2 separate regions of the Mus musculus genome follow, and region 2 is linked to region 1. The links are chromatin contacts, called in public Hi-C maps. All regions are on one chromosome and are shown on one strand. The core of a region is the stretch at or near the end of the contact, and the rest is flanking DNA. Distances in the headings are between cores, read along the strand shown. Region 1 overlaps BC052040 (cDNA sequence BC052040). Region 2 holds the start of 2810405F15Rik (RIKEN cDNA 2810405F15 gene).

Evidence for each region. Hi-C and Micro-C count contacts between places; a contact is called where the count stands out from the background.
Region 2: a contact with region 1 is called in a Hi-C map of uterus, with 3 times the contacts expected there. The contact joins the promoter of 2810405F15Rik here to the enhancer-like site in region 1. A contact is called at or near these places in 15 of 484 Hi-C or Micro-C datasets (the C2C12 cell line, beige adipocytes, embryonic fibroblasts and 5 more), 9 of 115 datasets of contacts at active chromatin or transcription factors (bone marrow-derived macrophages, embryonic forebrain, embryonic stem cells and 6 more) and 3 of 9 other capture datasets (adipose tissue, embryonic stem cells and liver).

The regions. Positions count from the first base shown.
Region 1 is chr2:115,762,996-115,766,603 of GRCm38.p6, forward strand. The region is part of intron 10 of BC052040 (cDNA sequence BC052040); the gene reads left to right. Among named protein-coding and RNA genes, the nearest start is that of Gm52524, 12 kb to the right of the region's middle. Within about 2 kb of position 2,141, at least 45 of the 459 cell types and tissues checked have an H3K27ac peak or open chromatin away from gene starts, as enhancers often do. A contact at or near this core is called in the C2C12 cell line, adipose tissue, beige adipocytes and 2 more, where this site is marked.
Region 2 is chr2:116,074,352-116,077,824 of GRCm38.p6, forward strand. 2810405F15Rik (RIKEN cDNA 2810405F15 gene) reads right to left here and starts at 1,745. Exons shown (of 1, transcript NR_033447.1): 1 at 197-1,745. The region is part of intron 2 of G630016G05Rik (RIKEN cDNA G630016G05 gene); the gene reads left to right.

The sequences.
Region 1 (3,608 bases), core at 891-3,390:
TCCCGGGTTAACTACAGGGGCATTACACTGACTAGAACGCCATACTCTGGTTGTATTAGAAAGAGAAGTATGAAGCAGTTGGTTCCTGGGCTCCTAAAGCCCAGGACTTATGAGCTCAGGCCTTCGTGTAGGAGCAGCCCTGCCATTAACCCTCCAGGGTCCTCCTGGTCCTGATGGTGCCTGTACCCAGGTGGGTCTTTTCAGCCCCTCAGCAGTGTCCCTCTTCACGGTAATATCCCTGGCTCATGGCTTCATCCTGCAACTCCAGCACTAATTAAGCTAAACCTTTAAGAATCTTACCCAGCCTGAACCTTCACCAACTTAAGTTTTATAGCAATAAAATTGACCTTCCAAGTTCACATTCCTCTTTGCATTCCTTTTCTTTTTATTTCTCTTCTGACATCTTATTGCATATGACTGTTTATGGGAGAAGACAGGTTCTGATATAGAAGCCATACAATTTTCTTTTAAAAAGCTCTGTAGGAAACACTGGAAAGATCAACTTGGTGTGCATATAGGCATGTACACGCATGGATGGGTAGGTAGGAAGGTAGGTACATACATACATACATACATACATACATACATACATACATACATAGAGGGAGAGGGAGAGAGACTATGTATTGCTTTGAAAAGTGAAGCTCTGAGGTCTGCAGACCTCTGCCAACCTGTGTGGGGCAGTATTCCAGGATCGGATTTGTTGTTCAAGGAGGGCAAGTTGTTCACTGTAATAGTTTGATATCTCTTCACTCATCTTAAACACCTTAAGGTATTTGGAAAGGGAAATAAAAATAAAACTGGTGGGAACAGTGGTACTTCATTTTGACTGATGTTTTTACAACCTTATCATCTAGATAAGAGCTACTGTAAACAAAAGCCTCCCTAGATTGATTGTATTTAAAAGGAACTAAAAACCACCTGTGTGCAGCAACCGGCTTCAGGGGGTTTGGGGGTTTGCTTTGCTTTGCTTTGCTTTGCTTTGCTTTGCTTTGCTTTGCTTTGCTTTGCTTCTTAACAACTAATTCCCACAAGTCCTAACAACAAAAGCCTGCAACAGGAGTCTTCTCAGGACTAGTACTTTTGGTTTCTCCCAGGCCAAAGACCATGGCAGGACACTCTACAAAACACAGGGACCTACCAGCATTCACAGCGTGCAGACAAGGACAATGTGGCTTTAATTCAAGGCTTATTCTCTTGCTCTTATAAGACAGATTCTCGTCCCTGTGCGGTAGACTTATTAGCAAAAGTGTTGTTGGGGGTTGACTTGGGGGATAGGTGTGCAGGGCCTTACACAGATGTATGCATTTGCAGATTCACACCCAACTAAATAAACATCGACTAAGTCCTGTGTGCCCTGAAATAGGAGCGACCCTCAGACAGCTTCTATTCTAAAAGTTTAAGTTTGATAGCTATCAAAATTATTTATATGAGAGAGAGTGTGTGTGTGTGTGTGTGTGTGTGTGTGTGTGTGTGTATGTGTGTGTGTGTGTGTGTGTGTGTGTATGTGCGCAGGATGAATTTTTTTCACTTTCACTTACCTGATCCTTTTCTTCTTGGCTTCTAATTTGTTTTTCTCATTTCCAACATTTTCTTCCATGATGGAAAATGGAACAGTTTTATTTGGGGGTGTTGTAGGGGCGGAGAGATGATTTGTTTATCCAAAGAGATTTTCCTTATCATGAAATACTTGCTGTAAAGAAGAGACAATTTAACTACCCATTTAGAGCAAATTGGGCTCTCGCATACCTGAAGCCTTGTATCACACTTGCCTAGTGATAGATTTATAGGGCAAGTACACATCAGCCTTAATCCCTCAGTTATGTGACTTTGCCAGGGATGAAGACTCTAGTTTTTTTAAAGCAGACTTTTATATATTCAGAACCTATAAATCTCCTAGTGCCTTGAGATAAATGTCTCACTGAACTCTGAGTTACCCTGTGATCTTTAGCGAACTGAGTCAAAGTAAAAGAAACTCGGTCTGTCCTAGTCCTGACAATAAAAGTCCACATGAGAAGGAAGAAACTGCATAAGCAGTATTATGTAATCAACTATTTAGAAATGCATCTCTCATATCCAGGAAGTTGGGCAGCAGAAGTTGGGAAATAACCACAGGACTTACCAGAGCGAGTCGGTGGGCAGAGTAGTCGGAACCAGTGTGGCTGTGGGTAGTCAGCCCAGGCTTTGCCAAGCCAGTGATCACTATCCATTATGCCTGTCATATCAATTATGAATTCTCTGACACCAAACACTAAATCAGCTGAAATGATGGGTTTGCCTTTGGCGTGTTTCCCTGGGGAAATAACTGAGAAAACATGTAATAATTCACACAACCAATTTTGTAAACCACCCCCAACTTTTGGAAGAAGGCTGGGAATAAATTCTAGGTGGTGAGATGTGATTTGCACCCAAGTGCTCCTGAAGCATTCACTCATTCTCGGTGCTTTGGCGCTTTCAAAGTGGATGTGACCTTGGCCCAATGTGAATCTCGAAGGTTTCCTTTTCTCCCCTTGCCCCACTGCTGCTATGCCAAATTCTTCCCATCCAGGGGTGTGTCTGTCTCCCATCCCTGGTATCCTTGTTTGAAATATACCAGCCTGTACCTTCACCAACCTTAATCATCTCAGAAGATTCTACCCCAATGTTTCCTGTCTCTTGGGAACCCTGACCCCACTCTTCATTCTCCAGCCCTAATGGAAGCATTGTGGGAAATTTAAAGGGACCAAGAGATGAATAAATACATCATTTGAAAACTCATCTTTTCTAGATAGACTTGCCAAATAACACATCATTGATATAATTATTCTTTTCCTGTGAAACCTTTTGCATTTGATATATTAAATAAAGTACATGCCCATTTAAGTGGAGATAGATTTTCTTCAACATCATTCTTAAATTGTATGTAACTTTAAGAGAAAACCTTTTCTTTACTGCCCTGTTGTTTACTCTACAGGTTGAATATGCACGCATATATGTATACATTCCTGTCAGGTCAGTTCAGAGGAGTTGGCCCAGGCTAGAAGTAAACATCTATCCAAGAATATCTTCTTTTGCTCTATTCCTCTGTCGAAGGAGGGAAAAAAACTTAGTTAGAAAGACCCCAAATATGGCATCTAAGAATATCCAGCATAGTACAAAGAAACATAGTGCCATTTTTCAAGATAATCTGATGTGGACTTGGCAATGTCTAATTACGGAAACATGCAGGAGAATCTCGGGTCACTTGGATGGTGTTTGCATATGGATTTGGCTTGTCTTCCATATAAAGGACTGTTTATTTTCTGTGTGGCGTGACAGCCTGAAGTGAATCAGCATATTAGTTACTTTTTTATTTTTAAGTTTTATAGAAAATATGTTGCGTAGAGAAGATGAAGTTGTCATTTTTGCTCTTTTTTGTGAGGGAAGTTTAGGGTTGCTTTGGTTTGGCTTTAGGGTGTCTTCTTGTTGTCATTCTGTTTATATATCCCGAGCTACCCCTGAACTTATTGTGAATCTAAGGCTAGTCTTAAAACCGTGAACTTCTTCCCACTGCCCCAGTGCTGGGATTCCAAGTGTACACTAGTAGGCCTAGCATGAAGTTGTATTTTTAAAATCCATGGCTAGGTTCT
Region 2 (3,473 bases), core at 495-2,994, 310 kb after region 1:
GGTCTGTTTGGACATTCAAAGAAGCTACACATACAAAGATGGTTTGGCTCGGTGCCGTCAGACACAGCACTTTGAAGAAAAAAAACACAGAAAGAAAGAAAGGAAGGAAAGAAGGAAGGAAGGAAGGACAGAAGGAAGGAAGGAAGGAAAGAAGGAAAGAAGGAAGGAAGGAAGGAAGGAAGGAAGGAAGGAAGGAAGGAAGGAAGGAAGGAAAAATGTCTGAGCGTTTCCATGCTCATCTTTGCCTCAAATAAGTAAGTAAATAAATAAAGTGCAAGGCAGAAAAAAGTTTGCTGCTTGCGTCTGTAGGTCGTGCACGCGTGTCTCATGTTTGTGCATGACCCCCCCCCCCCAAGCTCAAAAGCAAGGGCGTGGAGGGATCATCCCCCAGAGAGCTGTGTTTACTCATTTTTTTTTAAATCCCTCGGCTATGTATGGCAAGTGTTACTTGAAGATAGTCATCGGCCTTCTCTAGATACTTCCAGGTTTTGCCGTAATGATCTGCAGAAGAGAGCTGCCATCACTTTCTCACATCCCAAGGTGTTGGCGGAACTCGGAGCGAGGGGAGAGTGCCTGTAATGCTTAATTGCCAAGGGGAGGGCGGGGTGCCACTCGGGACCCCGGGCGGGGCTTGGGGAGGTAAGGTGCAACCAAGGAGGTCTTTCTGGACGCTGGACTCTTCAGTTGGAGAATATTTGGACAAGGTATGATTGCCTCCCACCTCCCACCTCCCACCTCTTTTCCCCAATGCCTTTGGGGGAGAAGTGATACCCTTGTGTAACAATTAGCTCAGACAATAAAAATAATTGGAAAATCAGTTGGAATTTCTGAGTTTTTAATTACGTTTAATTTTGCACTAAGCCGTAAAATTACGAATGCCCCTCAATTAAACACTCTCCTCTTAAAAGCGTTTAACAACAATTATTCCTTAATCAGTCTGAATGTGAGTCACAAATGGTGCTTTTCCACATCAAAAGGACGTCCTTCCACGTTACCTTTTAGTCATAAGAGGATTAATTCCTATAATTAGAGGGATAAATATGTGCATAAATATCTCTCTCACTCTCTCCTTTACAACAACAACAACAACAACATCAACAACAACAAAACACTTTCACTGTGTAGGAGACATGGTGGGCTAGGGAAGGGGAGGTGTTGCTGATGCTGAGAGGTCGACTTTGGCCAGAGATCCTTTTGCACGCTGTGGCGGTGGGAATACTGGGCCGCGGGAGCGCATCTCACACTCAAAAACGCGCTCGGGTCCAGCGGCAGGTCCAAAGCTGGGGCCGCCAGGACCCGCTCGGAGTCCAGCCGAAGTCTTCCAGATGGCAATCCACATCCCACTTTCGCCTCTGGCCGGCGCAGCAGGACTTCATTCTGATCGGTGCCCGGGTCCCTAGGAATGGAAGTCCCTACCTTAAGCCGGAGCTCCAGCTTGACTTTTCAGGCTGCAAATAAAAATTGAGCATGACCTTTTAAAACTCCAGTGTGAATATCTCATTTACCTAATGACTTTATGTCACCTACGGAGAAGGTCAATTTCCTCTTAACCTTTCCCCTGCTGCTGCAGTAAGCATTCTTCCCTAATCAATGGTGGCTCGAATGATCAATTCCCATTTTATGATCGCTGACAAAGTCAGGCTAGAGGCGGGGTGAGACCGCGTTGTTGGCTTGGCCGGGACAGGGGCTTCGGGTACGCCCAGCTCCGCCCGGCGCCTCCGGAGGCTGCTCTCTCTCCAGCGAGTTCAGAGACCTTGGCAAACTTCCCTCCCCCACACGCAGCCGAGACTTCTGAGTTGTCACTAATCCGAACCTGAAATTCACCAGAGCCCCTTCAGTTACCAACAACGATCCCCACTGCTGCCGGGCCTCCCCCTCCTCCCTCTTCCGAGCGCTTTCATTTCCAAGTCTGCAGGCAGGATTGCCCGACTCTAAGGAGAAAGCGCGTTACTTTTATTTTTCGGAATTAAAATAATCTCCTTCTTTACTGTGATTCTCTCAGCTCCTCCGGGTTAATTTCGTGTAAACAAAGCAAGAACAAGAGCCTAAGGGCGGAGGACCCCCCAAACACACACACACACACACACACACACACACACACACACACACACACACACACCACCTTACTGTATCACATTACATAGGGTTACCCTAAATGTATTAGACACTACATTTTTTTGCTTCTATTTAAGTTATCCACGCCTTCCTCAAGTTTGAGGAAACAAGGAAGTAAATTACTAAATGAAGGCTAATTTGGGGTAAGTTTCCAGCTCTTCATCTTTGTGAGTTCAAATCTCTTCTAGGCTCTACTGCAGCAGGTGACTTTCACACACACAGGGCCTGTTTGGACTAGAGATTTATTCCTTCCTTCTTTTCTTTCTTCCCTTCTTCCTTCCTTCCTTCCTTCCTTCCTTCCTTCCTTCCTTCCTTTCTTTTCTTTCTTTCTCATTCATTCATTCATTCATTCATTCATTCATTTTTTTAATGTATTCCCTTTACATCCTAGACCACAGCTCCTCACCCTTCTCTCCTCTCAGTCCCACCCTCACAAACCTCTTCCCTTATTCCCCCCCTACTCTTCTCCTCCAAGAAAGGGAAATCCCCCATGGGTACCAACTGACTCTGGCACAGCAAGTCACAGCAGGACTAAGCACATCCTCTCTCATTGAGGCTGGCCCAATAATGTAGTTCAGCTAGGGAAAAGGGATATAAAGGCAGGCAACAGAATCAGAAACAACCCCCCCCCCCACACACACACACTCCAATTGTTAGAGTCCCCAGGTGAAGACATAACTGCATGCCTTCTACAAAAGCATAGAGGTCCTAGGTCCAACCCCTACATGCTCTTTGGTTGGTGGCTCAGTTTCTGTGAGCCCCCATTGGCCCAGTTTAGGTGACTCTGTAGGTTTTCTTGTGGTGTCTGTGAGCTCTCTGCCTCCTCAAGGCCTAGGATTGAAGTAGAGATTTCTTAGCACCAGTTCTCCACAGATACCTAAAATTCACTTCATTCTGCCCTAAGCTGATTTTCACTGACTCTAAACCCTGCAGAAGCTATTGACTGTTTTCAAACAGTTTGCAAAGTCTTGCATATCTAGGATTCAACTTCAGGAAATTCACTATTGGGGGGTGGGGGGAGATGTTCTGTGGGCAGGGTTTGGGGCAATTTCCTCTGAGGAGCCAATTCCTCAGTTCTCTACTGACCAACTAGTTACAGCAGAAACTTCAGCTCCTTCAAGTTCTATTTGGCTTAATCTATCTATGGAGACACTCTTTGAAGAGGAGTATAAATTACCCTGCTAACTCAGAGTATCTCATTGCCTGTGAGCAGATATTCTGCCAAAATTTGAGAGTATTTGAGACAATCAAATGAAAGTGTAACTTTTCCACTGTTTATCTCCAATCTGATCTAAGAACAAACAGGAGATAGAATAAGAGTTCAAGGTGGGTCATTCATCATCCTAGCCCTGTTTCTC